Regions from separate parts of the Triticum aestivum genome. Here region 1 is linked to region 2. Evidence: chromatin contacts called from public HiCAR-type data. All regions are on one chromosome and are shown on one strand. The core of a region is the stretch at or near the end of the contact, and the rest is flanking DNA. Distances in the headings are between cores, read along the strand shown.

What was found. HiCAR-type assays count read pairs that join an accessible place to other places.
Region 1: a contact with region 2 is called in a HiCAR-type map of leaf, with 9 times the contacts expected there. The contact joins the promoter of LOC123122981 here to the promoter of LOC123122977 in region 2. A contact is called at or near these places in 1 of 5 Hi-C or Micro-C datasets (leaf) and 1 of 1 datasets of contacts at active chromatin or transcription factors (leaf).

Annotation. Positions count from the first base shown.
Region 1 is chr5D:481,979,714-481,985,267 of IWGSC CS RefSeq v2.1, forward strand. It overlaps LOC123122981, which reads right to left and starts at 3,661. Exons shown (of 4, transcript XM_044543370.1): 1 at 2,346-3,661; 2 at 166-1,837; 3 at 1-82. The coding sequence starts at 1,769. The coding sequence ends at 342. It overlaps LOC123122982 (40S ribosomal protein S29-like), which reads right to left and starts at 5,497. Exons shown (of 3, transcript XM_044543371.1): 1 at 5,334-5,497; 2 at 5,001-5,100; 3 at 3,883-4,188. The coding sequence starts at 5,395. The coding sequence ends at 4,180.
Region 2 is chr5D:481,791,520-481,797,325 of IWGSC CS RefSeq v2.1, forward strand. It overlaps LOC123122977, which reads right to left and starts at 3,340. Exons shown (of 2, transcript XM_044543366.1): 1 at 1,710-3,340; 2 at 1-264. The coding sequence starts at 3,120. The coding sequence ends at 251.

The sequences.
Region 1 (5,554 bases), core at 2,411-4,910, 190 kb after region 2:
TATGAAAGTTCTGGTAGATGTGCCTAACACAGTTTCTGTGTTCAGCATAAGGGAAAACTTTTTGCACTGCTGCTATTAAACCCTAAAAAGAAATGTCATTTGGTGAGTAAGTATTGTAAGCAGATGATTACCATGCAATAAATTAAAGAGGTAGCAAGTGCTAACCTTTTGCTTGTCACTCATTATTGTATATGGTGAAGAGTTGCTTATATTCAAGTCATCCTTCAAAGTGGCTAAGAACCACTCCCAACTATATGTTGACTCAACTTCACATAGCCCAAATGCTATGGGGAAATACATTGGGATCAACACCAACTGCTGTAAGTAAGTTCCCTTTGTGTCTAGTTTTTATGTGGCACCCACCGAGAAAGATGACTTGAATATAAGGTACCCTCTCTTACATGCATCATATGACCAGTACAGGGTTGAGAAGTGGTCTTTTGTTTCTTTAGTCCTATCATCAAAAACCTCCTTAGTGCACACGAAGAACTTGCTTCCTGGGTTAGTCCTCCTAAGCTCTTGGCCATAGTCCCACAACATATTGTATTGGTCATCATCTTCACCTCGAATTTGTTTAACTGCTGCTCTTCTTGCCCTACCAGCTTACTTCTCTTTGCAACCATGTTGAATTCCTGCTCCACTTTATCTGAAAACTTTCTCAAAGGCATCTTCTCATTGTCTCTGAATTCTTCTCTGAATTGTGCAGTCAGGAATGGTGCAGTCAAAGCTTTCAGATCCCAAGCCTTGGTGCATGTGTGATTGTCAAGGTATTTCTTTATCTGAATTCTAGTACTCCTGTTATCTCTGCCCGCCTTCAAGTACCAAGTACATCCAGGCTTGCATACTACCTCAAATTTGGTGGTCGTATTCCTTATCTTCTCAACCTTTACTCTGTTTCTTACACTGTATGCAACCACAACAAGCCTTAGCTCTTTCATATCACCAAAAAGCATGCCAACTCTAAAAGTTGGTGCTTTAAGGTCACTGAATGGATTGAATGTGCTGAATTTGTATCTAAGCTTGTCTCCTTCTTCTTTTGATAGGTTCACATGACTGTCATCTAGGGCATCTTCAGGAAGTTCTCCTTCAAAGTCAGGCACAATCTCCTTCTGTCTATGGTCATCAACATCTTTGTCTACATTGCTCTCAAACAGATCATCATCACCTTGTGCTACTTCGTAATCACTCTCATAGAAATCCTCATCAGTTTCAACTTCTGCATCTACATGTTCGTCACTACTGTCACCTGCATCTTCAGCACTACTGTCATCACTGTCACAATTGCCATCTTCTTCCTCAAATTCTCGATATGGAACCCTTGAGCTACAGCCCTCACCAAATGACATGAATCTCTTTGCTTTCTTGTAGTTACATCTCATCTCTGTTGCAATTTCTGGTTTCTCAAAGTTGTCCACATTTTCTTTTCCCTTTGCTGACTTAACTGGAGTAATAACCCTTGGCAGCTCAGGCATCCCCTCTACCAACACATCATCATCAGTTACTGACTCCAGGGTGTCACCATGGTCTACAAGCAAGACCAAGTTCTTGTGATCCACTGTTGCAGCAATCATAAGGACAATGTGTGCATCACATGCAATCAACTGAAGGCCATCACACAAAGACTTTCCAGGTTTGCTCCAATACACATCTATCTTGGACACAGCACTGTCATAGCCCAATTGGAGAAGAAAAACATCAATCCATAGAACTGACCAAGTATCACTGTCGCAGCTATCAAACCAGTCCACTTCTTGATCCATGTAGGTCATGTTGCTATCACTTCCACACAAAAAACCTTTGTGATGTATCTCAACTGAAAACAGTCCATCAAATTGCCCTGCATTATGAAATAGCACATACTTTCAGTTAAATGCATTGCACACATTGAGAAAAATTCAGTTAAATGTACTGCAAACATTCAGACATATTCAGTTAACATACTGCGCATAACTTCAGTTAAATGCACTGCACACATTTAGACAAATTCAGTTAAATGTACTGCACAAATTCAGTTAACAGAGTTGACACATTCAGAGTCCGCGCACATTCAGTGAACACCATTCAAATTTACTACATGAATCACACTACAGCTCCAGTACTAATCTGAATCAATTTAACTAGAGGAATCATAGCACTTCTATACCCTGTTTCGATGGCCACATAACCAAGACCATCCCCTTTCAGAGAAAAAGTGCGCTGACTGATAACCCCCAAATAAACCCTAGCCCTATTTTGACGTGAAAAGGGCCCAATGCCGTCCACAGCAATCCGCATCTTGTAAATAACACGGATAAGATGAACATCAACCACGAGAAATCGAAGCCCATTACAGTGGTTAACCCTACCCTGTGATTACGTCGTACAGGCGCGAGAAAATTGAGAAGGAGGAACAGAGCGACGATAGGAACTGCCTCGCCAGGACGTCGACGACACGGGCCATCCATCGCCTCCGTCGCCGGCCGCCGTGCCGCGCCGCACCACCTCCGCCTTGGACTGATCGAGACTGAGGGAGAGGAAAGGAAAGGGATACGAAACGGTGGGGACTCTGAGCGAAGGAGCACGGGATTAAGGGTACCAAATAGAAAAACTAAACACGGTCCCTGTTCCCGCCGTTACAGGGGCTTTTTTGAGAGAATTAATTAAAGCCCAGGGGGTTTTCTGCTTAACAGCCAGGCTGTGCGCCTCACCCAGCCTCTATGTCGCCCCGAGCCACTGACATGTGGGCCAATGACACGCTGGCGTGCCACGCGGGTGGTGCACACCGCGGAATACGTCTGGAGGCACTGTATTTGAACCACGGGACAAGTTGCGGCACCACTTTTGTGTATTTTGCAAGTCTAGGCACTAAACTGACCGCACAGAACAAGTTTAGGCACTCATAGTGTATTTAACTCTTGTTTTAAATAGTTTATATTCCCTGATGATCAGGGGGTAGATATCCATATCAGATACCTGTTTCTGCTCCCTCTGTTCCTAAATATTTGTCTCTCTAAAGATTTCAACAAGTGACTACATACGAAGCAAAATGAGTGAATTTACATTATAAAATATGTCTATATACATCCGTATGTGATAGTCCATTTGAAATCTCCTAAAAGACAAATATTTAGGAACGGAGGGAGTACGAAGCATCCATGCATCCTACTCCTAGATCACGCATCAAATTCATATGCAATCGTATCACTAAGCTTTCTACTCTCTTTTTTTGAGTGAAAGCTTTCTACTCTCTTTTTTTTTGAGGGAAAGCTTTCTACTCTCTTTTTTTTTGAGGGAAAGCTTTCTATTCTCTTTTTTGAGGTACACTAAGAATTCTACTTTATTCAGGAGGTGACGAAGGAATAATTCCACTCATGCTTGTTCACGCACAAATACAAAAGGACAGCAGAAAGCACACCTAACCCCTGGAGACGCTCGATTTTGACGATGTGATACATGCTCAAATTATGAGTGGGATACAGGTATCATTTGGCATCGTTGGCTGTCAGATCTGCCATTGGATGCTCCAGGTTTTTCACGATTAGAACAAGAGGGTGGCAAGAAATTGTTGGCCTCCGACGATTTCTAACCATCTGGGTGGCAAAATATGGGCGGTAGCAGGACAGTCGCGCATCGAATTCATATAGATGACCATTTAACAATTTGGGCGGTTTTTCTGTGACCAACGAATAATTCCACTAATGCTTGTTTTGACCCGCACCTAATACTCAAGAGAAGCTCAGCATTGACAAGTGTTATAGATGACCATTTAACAATTACAGACACATTTTCTAGCTTAAGCAAAGTCAGGGCAGCTAAGGACAACTGTTCAACAAACAAAGATCATAAACAACCACAGAGGGGATAGTAGAGCACAGCAGAGACTGATTAAGAACAGAAGCCAAGTATGAAAACGAGGAATATAAAATTAGAGCATCAAAACAAAGCATGGCCGGCCTTCACAAAATAATAAAAATATAAGGATGCAGAGCAACCTTCTAACCATAATGGCACGACAGGAACAGAATTATCGGTTTCACATGCTCAAACAGCAGTCACTAACATGGTTTCATGGTTTTGTCACCAGGATTCAAACATTAATAGTAGTTCATTACATAGCTTATAGGATAAAGATCAGACTTGATGAAGCACCACAGTTCGTTGATAATTTCCTAGCCCTTGCTTCCTTTGAGGTTTCCATTCTTAACGGTACTGTTAAATAAGAGTGCAGATTCAGAGATCAGTATAAAGAGATTTTGATATGCAAAATAAAAGGCATACAGGAAATTAGTCGCACACAAACATTCAGGTATTCAGGCACAATAGCATATGAATCTGAAAAATAATTTACCCAAACCCAAAAATTGAAGCATAAAACCTACAGTTAATCAGACAAAAGTGGAAATGGAAACAACATTTTTCAATCATCTCAATTTTCTACTAAATCATAAAGTAGTTGTGTAAATATATACCTACTTAATAGATATTTGCACAATTGCAATACACTCAATGTGTTATGCATTGAAATGGGCCCGTATGCTCAAAAAATACTTGGCAGTTAAGGGTTAGTAAATAGTTGAAACTGGGGACAGATGCAACAGAGCAAGACTTATATTGGTGGGAGCAACAAACGGAGCTAGTATCATGTAGTCATGCACAACTCTGTCAGTTCCAAGATGCCTTATGGTTAATAGAAATTGCACACTGATCAAACAGATACAAAACATTGCAAGGCAAAACATGAGGTGATGATTGCAAAACTTGACCAGGTTTACTCTGGCAAGAGGAGCAACACACACATCTATTTTGAATAGATGAATCTAAGATGTCACACATTACACCACAGTATGTACCAACAAATGCCAAGAGAGGCTAAAACTGCTTGACCATACCAAGAGAGGCCTTGTAGACAGAGCATATATATTATTCAAAGCAAAGCATGGTGACATATACTAGTATTACTCGGCAGCCATCAAATTCAGGCACAGATTCAGGAAATCCACGGACAGTGTGGCGGCGCATACCTTGATGAAGCCGATGTCCTTGGCGTTGCTGCGGAAGCACTGCCTGCAGCACATCAGCCCGTACTTGCGGATCAGGCCATGCGAGTTGCCGCAGACACGGCTGCAAGAAAAGATCCAAACCACCACGCGTCACGACATAAAACCATCAAACAATCCAAGGCGCATGAATCATGCACATCGAACACGAGCATATAAGATTTAGAGCTAAGCTACGAGATTGCGCCACGGATCTACAGGTGCGGACATGGAACCGCCTCTTGCTACCGATCTAGGAGAGGGCGGGGTACAAGTTCCCAATCGATCAAGAGTAGGGAGTAGAGAGAGGATCATTACCAAACCCTGGATCCGGGGCCGTAGTTCTTGGGGTGCGAGTTCCAGACGTTCGAGTGTCCCATGGCGGCGGCGGCGGGGCGGCTTGCAACTGGAAACCCTACCTTTTGCTCTCGCCTGGCTAGAATGAGGAGGTCGGGTCGCGAGGGCGCCGGGTTTTCTATATAGCCTGGCAGGCTTCACTTGCTGGGCTCACTTGTACACTTGCGAAACTTTGCCGATCG
Region 2 (5,806 bases), core at 2,090-4,589:
TGCGGCATCAGCTGCATTAAGCTCAGCCACATACACACAGGTAAACCAAGGCCCGCAGACAACAAATGGCCACTACTTTGATCTTACATTTTACAGATACATACTATTGTCCTCATTACATCACATGCTCTACTTTTTCATTTATATACTCGCTGCATCCCCGCATGGCTGTTTCTGGAAAATGCCATATCCTAAAACTCTGCATCCATATCTGCGTCTCCAACTCTCCATGTTCCCATATCAGTGCTTCTTAGATGGCCATGTCTAGAAGCATAAAAGTCAGACAATTAGCAACAGTTATGATGAAGAGACCAATGGAGAACAAAAGGTGACAATGAGACAATTAGAAACATCTCATTTAACTCATTTTTATATATGTGTTATAACTCACTCTTTACAGTACCAGCAATAGATTTTGAAAAGCCACATATGTTGTAAAATGCAAAGAATATTCATAAAAGTAGCATACTTAGCTACCTTCGAATGGAGAATTTAGCTACCAAGAAGAAAAACATGTCCTATAACTTTTTTCATGTAAGATCATCCCTTGTCATGTCAAGCAAACAACACTAGGCCAAAACAATAAAGTCTAGCAGAAAATTGGTGTCAGGTATTCTTTTATTTTCGCGAAAACACAAAGCTTGCATATCATTCCATTTATAGAAGTTAGAGTGAGTACAAGAGGTGGTACAATACATGGCACGGACGCAAGAGGCGTGAATATGATGCCCAGAGCAGAGATACAAGGGATGCTCGGCCCAAACAGAGAAAAGCACAGCTAAACTCACCGCCCTGAGAAGCAACCCGAACCAACAACTAGATGACCAATCCAGAACCCAGGACGCCGCGAGCAAACAAGACAACGCCTTCACGAAGGAGAACGACACCGAGATGGCGTCGCCGTCCGATCCACATAACTGGACCTAGGGTTTCCCCTGATGCTAGAAGAGGGCCATAGATAAAGGCCATGGCAGTGCCTCCAAGAAGGGGACGGCACCCGTGGGTCGCCGCTGCCAGCATAGGAAGCAGGGATGCAATCCCAAGCCATCAGAGCACAAATCAGAGAAGAGGAAGTCGGGCATAGGCCGGAACCGCGACCGCAGGAAGGGGATGTGAAGGTGGCCGTAGACCCAGACGAGCCAGGATCTGGAGGGGAGGGCAGATCCAGGCCAACGGGACCGGACAGCAGGGTCGCCAGTGAGCCCAAGGAGCTGGAAGGAGACACAGCTCCAGGAGCGTGTCCGAATCAAAGAAGTGCCGGTATAGACGGCCAACCAAGGGCACCAGCAGATGTCAAGTATTCTGTCTTAAATAAAAAGGATCCCGAGACAAGAAATTCAATTTATCCTATGTGCTACAAATGTAATACGCACCAGCAGAAGGGGTCATGAATGACAAAATCACAGTTATTTCACAAAGTATGGATTCAACAGAAGTTGTTTTTATGGAATTACGATTAATAACAAGATCAGAACAGATATTAAGAGATAAAAGTATAACCAGCTTTGAGGTTTCAAACTTGCCAGCTAACTCACTCATTTGACATCAAATTTGGTGTTAGATAAGTTTTATCAGCGACAATTGCTTACTCGATACAAGTTATAGGTGAAAATTTCAGAATCACAATATCTGTATTCAAGCAATCTTGTACAGAACATAACTAGATTGGGTTACTCTATGATATAAATATACTAAGAATGAGGAATTACCTGGCGGATAGAAACTCGTGAAAGGATGACATTGTTTCATAGAACGGGTTCCATTAAGTTTCCTGGATTGCATTTGCTTAAGTTCAAGCATGTAGGCACTGTCATCCACATAGAGGATGATCACATCGTTATCTTCATCATACCCCAGCACTTTGTCTTGCCACACCTTCCTCCTAGTCTGATGAGGGATCCCAAGAGTGCTATGCATTTCAACAGTCTTCCGCAAAAACCATGTGGCAATACCCTGAGAGTTAATCACCCTCTGCCAGATCTGAAGGTTCGGGAAGAGGAATATGGCTATGGCTAGGCCATCGGCGCCGTCCTCAGGCTTGATGATCCTATAGTTGCCAGATTCATTCATACCAGGAGGCCCCATGATGACAGCTAGGCTCTGCATATCCAAATCAAACCAAAATATGGCATTGCACGAAAGCAGCCAATAGAGTGTATTACCAATAAGGGTCGCGGGAACACTATCACCATGGAGCTCGCATGGATACTTTGTTGATATGATATTGCTCCATGTGTCAGTCTCCGAGGAAAAAACACAGGCCTGTGGTTGATGATCTCTTCTGTGGGACACCAGGACAACCTTGAAAGGGCTGCAATGACAGTGGCCGTGCACATGGTCCTGCTCGCCAGCAGCACAGAGCACCGCCCCGTAGAGGATGGACGGCGGCCCGAATTCGGCAGGAACAGCCAGGTAGCGCTGCTCACCGGTGATGGGGGCGAACACAATAAGCTGCCTTAACACCCGGTGCAAGGCAAGCACGCGGCCGCCACGGCACCCCAAAACTTCAAAGCCACGGGAGGCCATGCCGAACGGGATGTGGATGCGCTCAGCAGGGACACGGTCGGGAGGGTGCAGGATGTCCTGGTTGAACACGATCTTCCGTCGGCGCTCGAAGAAGCCGAGCAGGGGCGGCTTCCAGCTCCTGCGGCGGGCTTGGAACTGGCGGATGAAGTTGGGGTCGGTGGCGAGGCCTCGCCAGCGCCTGGAGACCAAGGACGCGAGCAGGCGGGACGACGGCTGCGGTGGCAGAAGGAGAAGGATCTCCCAAAGCATATCCAACGGCAGCGACTCGCACGGGGCGGGGGGACGACGGCCGTTCCGCGGCGTATCGCCGTCGCCCGGCAGAGGGACAGGCGCCTCCGGAGAGGTGCGGCGGCGGCGGCGGCGATCCTCGCTCGCCCCGATTTGGGAGCGGCGGCGGCGGCCGGGGCGGACCAGCCCATCATCCTCCTCGCTCGCCCCGATTTGGGAGCGGCTACGGCGACTGGGGCGGGTCACCGCGATCTGGGAGCGGCGGCGACTGCGGCGAGCGCCGGCCATTTCGGCGGCTTCCTCGCTCGCGCCGATTTGAGAACGGCTGCGGCGGCCGCCTGGGGAAACCCCGTGGTAGGTTTTCATTCTGGTGGTGGTTGTTATTCGGTCATAGACGACTCCGGCGAGCTTTCACGGCGGCCGTTCAATCGGGCGCCGCCAAGGGGGTGGGTAGGGGTTAGGGTTTTCTTTTCCGTTCCAAGGGCGAGCTTTCACTGCTACAAGTTCTTCTCTGGAGGCCCCACCTGAAGACTAGCTGCGCCGTTGTCTTGCTGGGCCAAAGACCCGCATTCCCACAACACCCAGAAAGCAGGTTGAGAACTGGGTTTGGCCTCATTCTGTTTGGAGAATTTTCATAGAAAAACACACACACAAGAATAGATGCATTGGGTTTGTAAGAAATGCTTACAGGAATTTCATAGAAATACTATTCGTTTCCTGTGTTTTTGGAGGAAACTACACATCGCATCCACGTAAAGCTCATTTTTTTTTACGTAGGAACAAGTCAAGACAATTCCTTGGAATGGCAAATGTCATTCTATCAAATTCTTGTGCACTCCTAATTCCTGAGTTTGGATTTCCTCCACATTGAATGAGCCGGTGTTAAAAGATACTGCTAAATGAAATGTAGCACCAAGCAATGGCATGATGATTTTGCCATACCGACCTTGATAGGATCGGGGCCATCGAAGGGCCCAGCCGCACAGGGGAGTATACACTGCTGACGTAGATCTCCAAAGTTGACCATCACTACGGACACGATATTTGTCTGTAGACTGATCCAGACTAGTCCACGGGCAGTGATGTGGAAGTCAGTCATCCAACCTTATCCCCTAAAATTTCCGCCTCTTTCAAAAAATATTCGCGAGCTCAAAATAGCAGCATATCAAATCATCAAAGATTGAAAATATTCAAATGCAATAGTAGTTCTAATTTAATTATTACAATCCAAATAAGTATTTAAAATAGTTCAAACTTGCATTCAACTAGCACATATGTTCTAGTTGTCCCCTTTGAGTGGGACGACGGTGCCACGGTCCTACATAGCTATGGTTTGGACCCCCGCAGAGTCCCCTAGTTTGTTTTTGATTTGCGGGAAACAAACAAGCAGACTGGTCCATGGACCGATGTCGGACGGCGCTGGATGGCAAATTACGTCCGGACAGCACGGTCTGAACGTTTACGGGTGATTTGAGGGTCTGCTTTGAAGATGCCCTAAGCATCTCAGGAGAATTTTTTTTTGCCAGGGGTGTCTTGTAGAGTCTCAATGATCCGCAAGAGACAAAACGCGGACTCACTCTACAGAGGAATAAGCATTGAATGAACAAGGTATGCTTGTGGGAAAGTATGAAGTGATCACTCCCATGATACGTAGTTTGAAAAAACAAATCCAAATGTTTCAAGTATTTTGTGAACGTTCACAACGTATGTGACTACAATCCCTAAGAAAATCAGCTTGAAATTTGAAATAGACATTGGGAAACAAATGATAAATATGAATAGTGTCATGAAAAGACAAAAGCAAAATTTCAGAATTCACGTTTGGATTTGCTTCTTTGTTTCTGAATGTGCATTTTGAATTTGAAACTGAAATTTTTAGGTTTGTAGACACATTCCTTGTGAACATTAACGATTGTTTTCAGAATTTTTTGAAACTTAAATTAGTTTTTGTTAATCATAGCTTCGGAGCATGTGGGTCTTAGTATCACTGGATATTCTCCCGTATGCTTGCCTGTGTACCTAGAAACCAGTGGCTAGCTCAAGGATAATTCAACTGGTAACCAAACAAAGCAAAAGCAATACAGAACTTGACAAAAGTACGAAACTATCATCCAATCCATACAACATCCAAGTTTGGACGGTTGGTGAGAACAACGGGAGAGTGATGGTTTACTCTCAACCATGCAAAGCACAGACACCGAGTTCAGAGACACGAAAATACCATTTCAAATACTATACTAAAAGGACACTTGCAGGAAGACTGAATGATAGTGGGCAGTAACTAGCTAGGCTGGGTGTTGCCCACTCAACATGGAGGATGAGGTTATCATAACCATACCCATTGAGCTTGCTGATGGCATTCTCAGCATCTTCCCTGTGGAAACAGTTGACAAAGCCAAAGCCCCTGCTTGATCCCGTCTTCTGGTCCACCGCAACAGACACAAGCTGACCAGGCCAAACGTGCGAAACAACTCGAGAACGTCGGGCTCGTGGGTGTCCTCGGACAGATTGGTAACACAGACGTGAAGGAAATATGCCCTAGAGGCAATAATAAAGTTATTATTTATATTTCCTTATATCATGAGAAATGTTTATTATTCATGCTAGAATTGCATTAACCGGAAACTTAGTACATGTGTGAATATATAGACAAACAGAGTGTCACTAGTATGCCTCTACTTGACTAGCTCATTGAATCAAAGATGGTTAAGTTTCCTAGCCATAGACATGAGTTGTCATTTGATTAACGAGATCACATCATTAGAGAATGATGTGATTGACTTGACCCATTCCGTTAGCTTAGCACATGATCGTTTAGTATGTTGCTATTGCTTTCTTCATGACTTATACATGTTCCTATGACTATGAGATTATGCAACTCCCGAATACCGGAGGAACACTTTGTGTGCTACCAAACGTCACAACGTAACTGGGTGATTATAAAGGTGCTCTACATGTGTCTCCGATGGTACTTGTTGAGTTGGCGTAGATCGAGATTAGGATTTGTCACTCCGATTGTCGGAGAGGTATCTCTGGGCCCTCTCGGTAATGC